3 separate regions of the Zea mays genome follow, and regions 2 and 3 are each linked to region 1. The links are chromatin contacts, called in public Hi-C maps. All regions are on one chromosome and are shown on one strand. Each heading gives the region's core, a stretch centred on a gene start, on an enhancer-like site or on the middle of the called end of the contact. The rest is flanking DNA. Distances are from core to core; before and after follow the strand shown.

Region 1 (3,978 bases), core at 1,117-3,616:
GCAGGGGCGGGGACTGCAGCTGACAGGTGGGGCCCACCTGTTAGGCAGCGCGGGCACGCGCGTGGTCCCGCTGGGCTGGACTGGGGCGACTGGGCTGAAAGTGGCTTTCCCTTTTTCTCCGAATTTCTAATTGCTTTTCTTTTTATTTTCTCTAGGGTTTTCAATACAAATTCAAACTAAGTTTCAAATTCAAACCAAATCAAACATGTGCATCAATTCAAAGAGTATTTTGGGCTCAATATGATGCAACAATTCATGACTCACATAAGTTTTGACAAAAATAAGTAACAAATCCCTCACTAATTAAGCTACATCTACTCAAAAGAAAAAGAGAGAGAGAGAGAGAGAGACTAGAGAGAGGTAAAGGGTAACACTTGAATTTGGTAGATATTTAGAAAGAAATTTTATACCCCCAAATTCAGGGTGTTACAGGTTTCTACAAAACTGAATGCAGTTTCTATTGACATGTTTGGATGGTTGAACTGAATGCAGTTTCTAAATCAGTTCAAGAATTGCTTTGAACTGAAAACAGACTAAACTGAAAACAGACTGAACACAGGCAAACTAAATTGCTTTCACAAAAATCCACACTGAAAACAGACTGAAAACACACTGAGCTGAATTGCTTCCACAAAATACAACTCATAACACAACTCTTCATTTTCATAACTCAAGTCTTCATTATCATACAAGTAGCAGGAACAACAATGACAATTAACTAAGCACTTCATAACACAGGCAAACCCTAAATACGGAGCCTAACCAAACTTCACAGAAAGGTAGTACAATTCATAAAACATTAAGATACATACTTGAGTGGCAAACTAAACTCTCTCACAAACATATATCTCATATACGCTTGCTCATATGCGATAGACGATGATCATTGACCTCATCCGAGTCCACAGAGCTATGTTCACCATCGCATTGGAAATCATCGTACAAGCTAAGGGCTTCATAATCTTCAAGAAGAGGTTGTGGACCAATAAGAACTTCCTCTAGATCCGTGCTCACATGGTCTAGACCTTGTGCAATTTCAGTAACAACACTTATGGCATTAATCAGACTATTCTTGTGCAGGTACTCTACATAATCAAGCACATGGTTGCGTCTGGTCAACCTCCTCAACTCATCGGCTGAGACTTGCATCTATCTAATGACGTCTAAAACACCATTCCAAACTCTATTTAATCTCTATGCCTACACAAAAAATCGAAGAATGAGATTCTCTGACACATCAATATTGCCAATCCAAATCTATAATGTTCCTAACACTAAAACATACCGAATCATGTGTGCTGGATTATCGATGGCGCAAGCGTATTCTGCTAGTGCCATAAAGAATGTTGCTCGTGTCGAGCGAGGCACCCACGGTGGCTGTGCCCCTACTCCTAACAATGTCATTTGCCTACGTTTTGTCATAGATTCTGTATAGTTATGTAAACTCAAGTATAGTTCTGTAAACTCAAATAGTCACTAAAATAGTGACTGCGTATAGTTCTATAAACTCAAATGGTGACTGAGTTGAGGGTAACGAGATAATTTGGAATAGGGACTCAGTTTTGTAAACGTAATAGTGACTGAACCATTACAAATTCATGTGACTGAACCATTCCAAATTCATGTGACGCAATAGTGACTGAACCATGTCAAATTCATGTACTCTGCTTTCTGATGGCGTCTAAAATCTAATAGTGAATGAAACATGCAGTAATATAGCAAGAACAAATATAAATCTCTTACCAAACTACCATGGTCTTGAGGAGTAATGAGAAAAGGGGAGCTTGGACTGCATCGACGCCTCCATTTCCGACGAGCGCGAACCAAGAGCGGCTAGGAGAAATGGATGACGACTACTCATGGACGAGAGCGCTCTCGGCAGCGTGGAAAGGGGAGCTTGGACTGCATCGACGCCTCCATTTTCAACGAGCGCGAACCAAGAGCGGCTAGGAGAAATGGATGACGACTACTCATGGACGAGTCTAACTTGAGATGTGTTTTTAGCAACAGGATGACAAGTAGAGAGGAGAAAATCCAGTAACAGCCGCCGTGAGAGAGCCCGGCGTGAGAAAACTATAGACAGGGTTTAAAACACATACGATAACCAATCTTCAATATGGCAGATGTTATAATACTAGAATCCTAATTATCTGTCTTGGAGTAATAATTTTAAGAAGTTGGAATACCTGAGTTTTTTTTAAAAAAAACTCGACAGACGGTTGTAATGGGAAACAAAAAAAAAATCCAAAGATAATGTCCCTATCTTTAGGGCCGGTGCTTTCTCACGGGAAAAGAAGGAAAAAAAAGCCTCGTCCAGTCGTCCCAGTCCCGACCCCTTCCGCCTCCGGGACTCCTGCCTACGTCATACCATCGGGCAGCCGAACCCTCGATTGGCCGCCGCCGCCGTAAGAGAGACCGACGTCCTCCTTCCACTGCCGAGCGACACCTCGAATTTCTCTCTCATCGTCATCCCTTCTCCCCTTTATTCGCGTCGCGCATCTGGGAGATCCAGCCAGCGTGATTTGTGTTATCGGTAAGGAATTGTTCATGTAGGAGTTTCGTTTTGGTTTCTCTTTGCTGCGAGTCCATGCAGTCAGATCCGTGTCTCGCTTACTCCCCGTGCAGGTAGCTTTGGATTTGTTTGTGACCCGGCGCTAACCCAACCCATCCGGTGGTGGATTCAGCTTCTTGGATACCTTGGTGGCGGATGTTCTGCTCGTAGCAACTTGTCTCCCAGAATTTTTTTGGGGGCTAGACGCTACCCCTGCCATGGAATCAGGTGTTCAATCAATTCCTCCTAGTTTATTTGTATTCCCATGAGTGTACATTTTTCATTTGGTTCTTATGATAGCGATTGGAGTTGTTCCGGTGAACCATATTCGTTTCCCCTTGACTTTTCTTTTTTTTTTCAGATTATTTACACTGTCAATAAACAGTTTTTCCGAAATCAATGAGTTGAGATTTTTCTATGGGGTTTGTTGGCATTTGATATTATCTTAACAATTGGTTGAATAATTTTGCTACAGCGGTCATGGATAGCTAATGACGTCTGTTGCAGTTAGTTCTGATGTCCACCATTGCTTGGATTAGCTTTTAGTCTAGTGAGGGAATAGGTTGTGAATCTCCAATGGTTCTGATGCAGTGTTCCGTTTTGAGCTCATTTTAAGCTGCCTTACTGCTGGGAACTTCTTTGAAGCTGTTGTACTCTGTAACAATTTCTTAGCCTGCTATATCTAGTCTTGTTTTTGCTATATTTGCCCTATGGCATCTGATACTGATTGCCAGATTATTGATATCCCTGTACAGGCGATACCAAATTTGATGCATCACAGTATGCTTTCTTTGGCAACAATGCCGTGGAGGAGGTTGAACTAGGTGGATTGGATGATGATGATGATGCTGCATTTATTGAGCACGAAGATGAAGAAAACCCTCTTTATGGGAGGGATAATATGTTGGAGGTAGTGTAGATGATCATTTTTTGTGCTTGACAGAGCTTACATATGTTTGAAGTGATAAATGTTATCGATTTTTTTCTTTGTTGATAACAAAGATGACACAGTGAATAAGTTATATGTTTGTGGTTTTATAAACCAAAGAATTGTTAGTTATTATGAAGCTTCCTTTTACATGAGAAGGTAGCATGCTCACTTTTCAATTTAGAACTTGAGGGATGAGTCTTGAAGGAGTTGATTTGACCATTCTTTGCTTGCTCTCTATTATCATTCTGTTTGTCATTCGGAGCCTGGTAGAGGGTACCAACAATTTTGTGTCACGTAAGTTCATACATGCTGGCATTGTCATTTTTGTGATTCTGAAAACATTCAACGCTGATACAACTGAAAGCCTGTGAAATAACAGTCATATTTTTGGGGTTGGTGTGACATTACCAAACATATATCACCTTGAAATTTTGGAAGATGGCATTGTGGTTTTTGCAATAATAAAGTTGTTAACAATTATAGGATCAGACAGTTA
Region 2 (4,163 bases), core at 1,565-4,064, 170 kb after region 1:
GGGCGTCAGAGACTCATGGGCTGATAGAGTCCTGAAACTCCTATTTTCTGCATTCATCACCCTGATATACACACGAGTGATGTAGTAGCAAGCCCGAGGAGGCTTAGACACTCGCCTTGTGTCAAATAGAGGTCGGACGTAGGTTCCTAGCGCATGCAGTACATCCTGCAGCAGGTTTGGGAAGTGTCCTGTCTCGAACATTGAAGTGTAATGCTCAGTGACAGACCATATCCCAATGAAGTTGTCCTCCTTCTCATCATTGGCTTCCTCGTTGTTGTTTTCTCCTCTTCTTCTTCTTTAGCATCATCTTCTCCACCATCACCAGAATCATCTGGATTGTCACCTCCAGGAGCAGGGGCTTGGGGTGCTGGTGCTGGCGGTGCTGAAGATGAAGCTCCAGCTGCAAAGGCTTGTGATTTTGACAACGGGGTGGGTGTCGCCAAAATCTCCTTTGAGCTGTCCTCTAGAATCACTCCATTCTCCACATGAAGGTGGTGAAGATCCACAGGGACTTCCTCTACTACCACTGGGTAGACAGGAGCCTGCCATGGCGGAGGGATATAGTTGGTGTTCACACGGGTGGTCTGGATAGTACACACCATCTACAAGAGAAAATGTCACCTTAGTTGAGTTTTAAAGAGACAAGATTAATAAAATATATTTGTAAGAGCAAAATAAGCATATTTTGAATAGACTGGGCTTTCCATTTCTAACTAGTCTAACGACCTAGATTCACCATAGCTTTAATACCACTTCTGCCACACCCAGTTTTTGGGGCAAAATCGAATGCATAGAATATGTGTGCCAGGATCCATTTTCCACACATATGTTGACGTCACAAGTGTAATATATGAAAAGACAATGCAATAAAGGCGTAAAGAGAATAGAGTTAATTTATTACATATTCCAGACATAAGTGTCTTAAATAGTATCATCATCAAAGTACAACGGATAAAACATGGACGCTCTTCCACAGGAAGATGACTGGCGCATCGTTAGACTTAGTACTCATCAACATCATCTGCAAAGTCTTCTTCTTCATCCTCTGTTTAAAATATTAGCAAGGGTTGAGCTCACTTATGGTCGGGGCTCAGCAAGTGGGAGGAATAATGCAAGTTTAATAAGGTAGGCTATGGATAAGCGGTAAGCATTTTAGTTGGTCAATATTTTATTAACAACGCTTGACTTACTAGTTGTAAGTGTATCCCAAAATTTCTAATTAAACATAAGTACAAAATTAAATCTCAAAAACACTTAAGTGAAACCACTTAAGCAAACTATTTATAAATCATAGGATCACGATTTATTTTCCATCTTTAAGTTTAATTATCACGTGAGGGTCCAGGTTGCTCTTAACTGTGAGCACGGTTGACATATCATTTTTACACTCTGCAAAGGTGGTACAACTTTACCCACAAGCCATGTATCCCATCTAGCTTAGGTTGTACGGACCCATAAACACTGCCAAGGTGAATGACTAGGGATCCATTACGAGGCTTTCACAAAATATCCTTAGTACAAAGCCAACCGCTAAGGTTTCCACGTCAGTATTGATGACCCTCTAGGCGAGGTAACTTAGCCAAGACTACCACCCTATGTTAACATAAGCTTCCACCACACCACTGCCGCCCCTTCTTGCCCATCTTTCAGGTAGGGTTGCTAAGCACTAAGTCTATAGAGCTATATATTGCCAAAGCCAGAGCCATTATAGCACTCGTGGTTGCACTGTTATCCTGGGTGGTCACTCTATGTGCCATTTAATACGAAATGATCTTGTTTAACCATCGGGTTAATTTCATAATACAAACTTCATTTCTGGAACATTAGTATCATTAATGAGTGACATCATAATTATCAAGTTGAGCGGTAGCACAAATTGCTAAGCATAATATTTATCCCAGGGTAATCCAGGAATAGGGTTGGTATTTATAGGAAACCCTATTTAGACAAATCCCATCAAATTATGCAAATATTCGAAAAGTAAATATTATTATATGCATTATTGGGTACAAACAGAAATGCAGAGGGAGAATCCACTTGCCTTGCTCGAACGTGTCCTGCGGGTTGTCTTAGAACGTGTTTGGATCTTCTACCACACAGTCAGCTTCTAATATAGATTCACATATCGTACATACAAAAAAAACATACACCACATAAATAAACATACACCATTACATGTGTACCATTCACCATTACATGAACAATCATATACCACACCAACTATACCTTCGTCCAGTGTCTCCCATCCTTCTTCTATTAGGGTGTGGGTTCAAACCCCACCTCCTACACTGTTTTTAACATTTTACGCTGATTTAACCAAATAGCCCGACGAGCTGGTCCGACATGGTCAGCAGGGCGGTGTGCTGTGCCTGCAGCGTCGGGCCTAGCGGGCCCGTGTCGGGTCGTCGTTTTCGTTTAGTCGTCTATATGCAGAGGTGTGGTTTGGGACGTGGAGGTTGACTGCGCAGAGGGGACCGACATGTTAATTTTAAATAGATGTGAGGGGTTATTTGTAAAAACATGACGCGGAACGACCGTTGAAACTGATAATTTAAGTATAGATATATATTATATGCTAAACAACATCATCATAAAAATTAATAATAATTATGAATTTTTTAAATAAGATGAGTTGATTATATTTATGGTAAAAAAGTTAAATGAATTATAAATTAGAACCGATAGAGTTAAAAAAATTAAATTTGGATCATATTCCACATTTCCTGTGTGACTAGTCCTCGTGTTCAACCTAAGATTGACCGACTGAGGTAAGCGCTGATGGAATTAGATACCAAACCTAGACTATAGTGACGTAAGTAGGTAGATGATGCCGCTAACAGTAACACAGAGCAAAAGACTCCAATTTTCCCACGGCTACTGAATCACGGATGCTTAAATCTCCCCAATCCGTATCTCTGTTTCCCTCACAGCGCGGCTGCCTGTAACCACTCCAGGTCTCCAGCGAAGCAGGCTCAGGCGCAACGCAACAACACAAGGCGGCGGTTATGGCCTCTGCTGCTGCGACGGCTACGATGGGGACGGGGAAGGTGGTTTGCGTCACCGGCGCATCAGGGTACATCGCGTCCTGGATTGTCAGGCTCCTACTCGACCGCGGCTACACCGTCCGCGCCACCGTGCGAGACACCGGTGCGCATCCCGGCCCGTCCTCCCCAGTCCCCTTGTCTTCCCTTTTCCACTGTTTCCTTGTGGTAGCTAGCAGAATCGCTATGATGTTTTGTGAGATTGGTTAGGTTAGACTGGGAATTGATTAGTTGGCACGGGACTGGATATCCTACCTTGGTAAATTTGGGATGGCAGATTTGGTACTATTTTGCTTATGGATCCACTTGCCGGAGGCACCCGAAATCTTTGATTGCATCTGTAGACTGAAAAATGCTGCTACCGATCAACTTGTTTGGTCAGTTTCTTAAGGATTACTTTGTATCCCCATACATATCGGTACACCAAATTCCAAAAGGGAGAGAATAAGCCCCTCTCTGGAGAAAAAAAGAACAGGAACTCTATGTCCAATGTAACCCTCGGGAACAAAAGAGTGTCATGAATATCGGCTGAAACATATGGCTCAAGTGTCCAACCTCATCTTCACTCTCTTCAGTTTTATGTGTACTTCTTACTTCCCTTCCAAGTGGCTACGTATAAACGAATTTTACCGGACTCTGCAGTTCTCTATGTTGCGCTACCAAACTATTATTTTTTACTATTTTCGCACTCTCTGTTCTTCATTTCACATACGCAATATTACCTTTGGCATACAGTCATTGTTGTCTTCACTTTTCAGCTGACCCAAAGAAAACATTGCACCTGACTGCGTTGGATGGTGCTAAGGATAGGCTGCACTTATTTAAAGCTAGCCTGCTAGAAGAGGGTTCTTTCGATGCTGCAGTTCATGGATGCGACACTGTATTTCATACTGCCTCTCCCTTTTATCACAATGTCAAGGATGCTAAGGTTTGTTTAATGAAAACTTCATGGAAAGAAGAGTTCCCGTCTGCTGCTAGATTTATCATACATTTACAATTTTTATCAGCTTCAAGGTGCATGGTGTCGAAGCCATGTGTGTTGAGCTTCTGTACTTGCCATGAATTTATTGTTGTTATTTTGCACCTAGTAACTTACGTGCCCTTCAGGGTCTTGCTACTCTT
Region 3 (3,917 bases), core at 932-3,431, 180 kb before region 1:
CTAAAAGCAACTGCTTGAGCTTAACTCCACATAAAGCTAGTCCACCTCAGCCAAACGTGACATTTATTGAGTACGTTGATGTGTACTCACCCTTGCTTTCACAAAACACCAGGCTGCCTTTGGTGCAATCTATGCTCAGGTAAAGAAGGAGAAGAAGACGTCAAGGCGGATCTCCAGGAGTTCCAGGACTTCGACGAGTTCGAGGATTAGGCTAGCGACCTCCCCAGTCAGCTGCCTATGGTGGGTTAATTTACGTTGGCTACATTTCTATTATATGCACTTTGATTTATATTATGTAAATGACTCTAGTCTTTAATATCATTACTTACTCTTTATTGTTATTCGAAGCATTTGTGCTATGATGAGTCATTTATGTAATCGCCATGTACGTGAAATTTCTGATCCTAGCACGTACATGATTCGCATTCGGTTTACCTTCCAAAACCGGGTGTGACATTTCACCCGAGCGCTGTCCTGACTCGCCTGAGCACGTCTCGGGTGACTGTCCGGTGAGGTCGAGACTGGTCCAAGTTTGGCCATACTTAGCCAACCTTCTTCACTACATTTTTGCTTGACTTGAGAAGTTCCCTAGCACTTAGATGAACATTGTTAGCACCTAAAACAAATAACTAAGTGCTAGAAACGTACATTTGCTTCAATTTGCTTTTCTAACCACCTGTGCTCATGCTCATAAGAGCAGTGCTAGTTCTTAGTAATGTGTTGAGCATTTAATCACCAAAACAACTGGAAATGTCCCAAGGGCACATTTCCCTTTCAGGAACTTACTGTCAGATCGTACCTCCTAAGTCAACAACAGATGACGATCACCGCGAAAGGAAGACAACGGCTCGCGATCGATCTTACTGACTGTCGGTGGGTGCACTCGACGTGAATCGAAGTCGGGCAGCGGCGACAGCACCAATAATATTTTTTATTTTTAGGGTTACATCGGGATCGAAGCCCGTCCGCTTTTATATTGGTCGGGGTGGGGTGAGAGGGCGCGTCCGCGCGTTGTTTTTTGCCGCCTTTTTTTGGATCTGAGCCTATCGTGTTGGCCGCCAGCACGTGGCCCTCGCGCGGGTCAAGCTGATCCCAGCGTCGGGGGCGCGGCTGGGTTCGGGTCAGTGGCGGAGGACGGAAAAGATCTAAGGTATGACGAAACATAGCAATGATTTTTCACTCAGTGGCATAGATAGGAGATCCACTGCGCAACCACCACCATCACAGTCTCGTCGAAGATGCCATGACTGTTGCTCAACCCTTGCGATGAACGGGCGACCTTGGTGCTGTGGGAGACAGAAAGATAACTGAGCGATGGACATCTGAGCCATGGAGACACAAAACAGTGATTTGGTGAAGTAATCCTAGCATACGTCTGACAAACTGTACTCATGTGGTTGGCTCCAAGTCCAGCTAGCTAGCAAGAAGGTCGTAGTCAACTGTCAACGTGCCAAGCAAAGGCCAAAAGGCCCATAGAGAGTAGCAGCCTGGAGGCCTGGTAACGGTTCGTAAAGTACATGCGTTTTTGTTCTTACTCCGACCGCCGATGGTAAGTTTCTCGTAGCGAAACTTAATTTCCTTATATGTGCTTATGGTACACAGTGATTTTGGGGTAAATTCACTAGAAAATTAAGGTATGGCGGATGTCATATCTTGCCACACTGAGAGCTCTGCCTTGGTCCAGGTGAAGCTTTACCCTAGGTGACAAATAGCGTTGGTATATATATAATGTGGAGGCTTAGAGCTGTATAGCTTTGCTATCTTTTATATTTGAAAAATCTATACAAGTGTAGCGTTATTTGGATTTTTAAAATGGGCCAATAACCAAACGCTCTCACATCAAATTCCTGAAAGACATGTGCTCTGACAGTCTGACTGCGGCCAGCCCACGCCCGCGGTCCTGCGTCCGCCGGTCGACAGGTTCAAATTTGAACGTGCGCCGCACCACACCACACACACAACAGCAGTCTGCCTGCAGACCGTCATAAAAAACCCACCCGAAAAAGGCACCACGACAGTACGCCACGCCGCGTGCTGGGTACCCCCACCGCATCATGCCCCCACCACCACCCGCCGCAACCGCCGACCCCACACACATTCCTCCCTCAGTCCCTCTTCCCCCCGTTTCATCCCTTCACACCCACAGCCCACCTGGTCTGTCATCCCCTTTGCTACGCTCCCCTTGCCCTGTCCCCTCGCCGCCCGCGCCCGTGGAGTTCTTCGATCGAGTCCTCGGAGCCCGGAGCACCTGGTGCAACAATCCGGACCCGCGCGAGGAAGGGCGGAGAGAGAGCCGAATCTGAGCCTCGGCACAAGTTGGGCACCCGTCAAGATTCTCGGCCCGATCTGCTGCGGAACATGGAGCTGGACAGCATCGAGTGCATGTCCTACTCCGACAGCATGGGGGACGACGACACCGACGCCGTCACCTCGTCCCAGCTCCCTCGCCCCTTCCTCAAATCCTCCTCCACCGCCGGTACTGCCGCCGTCAACGTGGTCGTCGTCTCCGACCGCGTCGGTGCCGCCGGGCCGGTAGCGGGAGCGGGTTCGCTGGTGATTTCGCCAGCCACGGGCGTGCACGAGCTGCTCGAGTGCCCCGTCTGCACCAATTCCATGTACCCGCCTATCCACCAGGTGCGCCCCGCTCCGATTCCTTTAGTGCCTTCGTTTCGGGATCTTGGCATGTTAGCCCTACCAAGGCTGAGGTTGCGTGATCTGTTGCTACTTCCAATATAGGGTTAGGATCTTTGTTGCTTGTGCTCGCGGTTCTTGGTCATGGGGAGACCTGGCCGCTTAATTCCCCGCGATCTTTCTGTCCCAGGCATGCGTAATCGGTACATTTGATAGGGGAATAACTTTCCTTTCTTCATCTATCGCAAATGCGTCTTGCCCATCCTCTGCATCCTGCAAACCACCGATATAGCGGGACATTCGATTTTTGCCACTTACTGTAGCACTCATTTAATTTGTGTCATGACATCATAGTCACTGATTTGGTAAAAAATTTGCCACCCACCTTTAAATAGTGGAAAATAGTTAAATTTTCCATATAGCTAACTGTGTGATAATTGCAGTTTAGATACAGAGAATCTAAGATATTGTAATTGTCTCGAATTATCGATGTTGTCAATCTAGTTTCCTTCCATATTTGTTTGTAGTAATGGATTGTGTTTCTGTTCCTCAGTGGTCTCTAGTCTTCGAATGAAATCAGTGTGCCGCAAGGAGTAGCACCTCGTTTGAGTTTATGCTTGTCAGCTTGTGCCTGGAATCAGAATGTGGGGCAGAGCATTAATAGATGAGGATTGAATTAGCCTCGTCATTCATGTCATTCGTCCATTCAATGCTTGAAGTGAATTTAACACTGGGAAGCAAGAATGAGGGTTAGGGCAGATGTTTATGAAGTGACGTGTTCCTTTGGAAGCAACATCTATGCCCTTCTATATCTAATAAAAAAATCCCAACAGTTTCCTTTTCTAGTTTATTTGTGTTTTTATGGATGCTGTGTGTGCGTGCTTTCATGCCCGTACCCAAGAGGAAGATACAATGTTTGCAAACTAGAGAAGTAGAGATGTCCTTTTGGTTTAATCAGGTCAATTGTTCTTTAAGTTACTGCCATGTATTTTAGATTCCTCTGAGCCTGCCAAATTCTTTGTGGATTACTGCTATTGCAGTATTGCGTAGTTCCCACAGCCAATTTTGTCTCTCCAAAATTGAACATTTTAATAATTGACAATTGATTTACTTGACGCTCTCCTTATATATTCCTCACCAGAGTGCGTTTCAATAACCTTATGTATTGATAAGATTTTATTAATGTCTTATGATACTTTCCTGAATAGCATACAACGATTCCAACTGTGTCTTTTTGCAGACACAAATAGCACAGGATTCATTCTACCATGGGATGCTCTAATGCT

What was found. Hi-C and Micro-C count contacts between places; a contact is called where the count stands out from the background.
Region 2: a contact with region 1 is called in a Hi-C map of endosperm, with 2.6 times the contacts expected there. The contact joins the promoter of LOC100284029 here to the promoter of LOC100279503 in region 1. A contact is called at or near these places in 3 of 25 Hi-C or Micro-C datasets (ear, endosperm and tassel).
Region 3: a contact with region 1 is called in a Hi-C map of endosperm, with 2.7 times the contacts expected there. The contact joins the promoter of LOC103626898 here to the promoter of LOC100279503 in region 1. A contact is called at or near these places in 4 of 25 Hi-C or Micro-C datasets (ear, endosperm, leaf and 1 more).

What each region holds. Positions count from the first base shown.
Region 1 is chr5:133,453,609-133,457,586 of Zm-B73-REFERENCE-NAM-5.0, forward strand. LOC100279503 (Topoisomerase II-associated protein PAT1) reads left to right here and starts at 2,367. Exons shown (of 6, transcript NM_001152504.1): 1 at 2,367-2,533; 2 at 2,626-2,779; 3 at 3,307-3,461. The coding sequence starts at 2,770.
Region 2 is chr5:133,618,611-133,622,773 of Zm-B73-REFERENCE-NAM-5.0, forward strand. It overlaps LOC100284029, which reads left to right and starts at 2,815. Exons shown (of 6, transcript NM_001156927.1): 1 at 2,815-3,147; 2 at 3,800-3,969. The coding sequence starts at 3,006.
Region 3 is chr5:133,277,235-133,281,151 of Zm-B73-REFERENCE-NAM-5.0, forward strand. LOC103626898 (E3 ubiquitin-protein ligase SINAT5-like) reads left to right here and starts at 2,182. Exons shown (of 3, transcript NM_001319708.1): 1 at 2,182-2,634. The coding sequence starts at 2,359.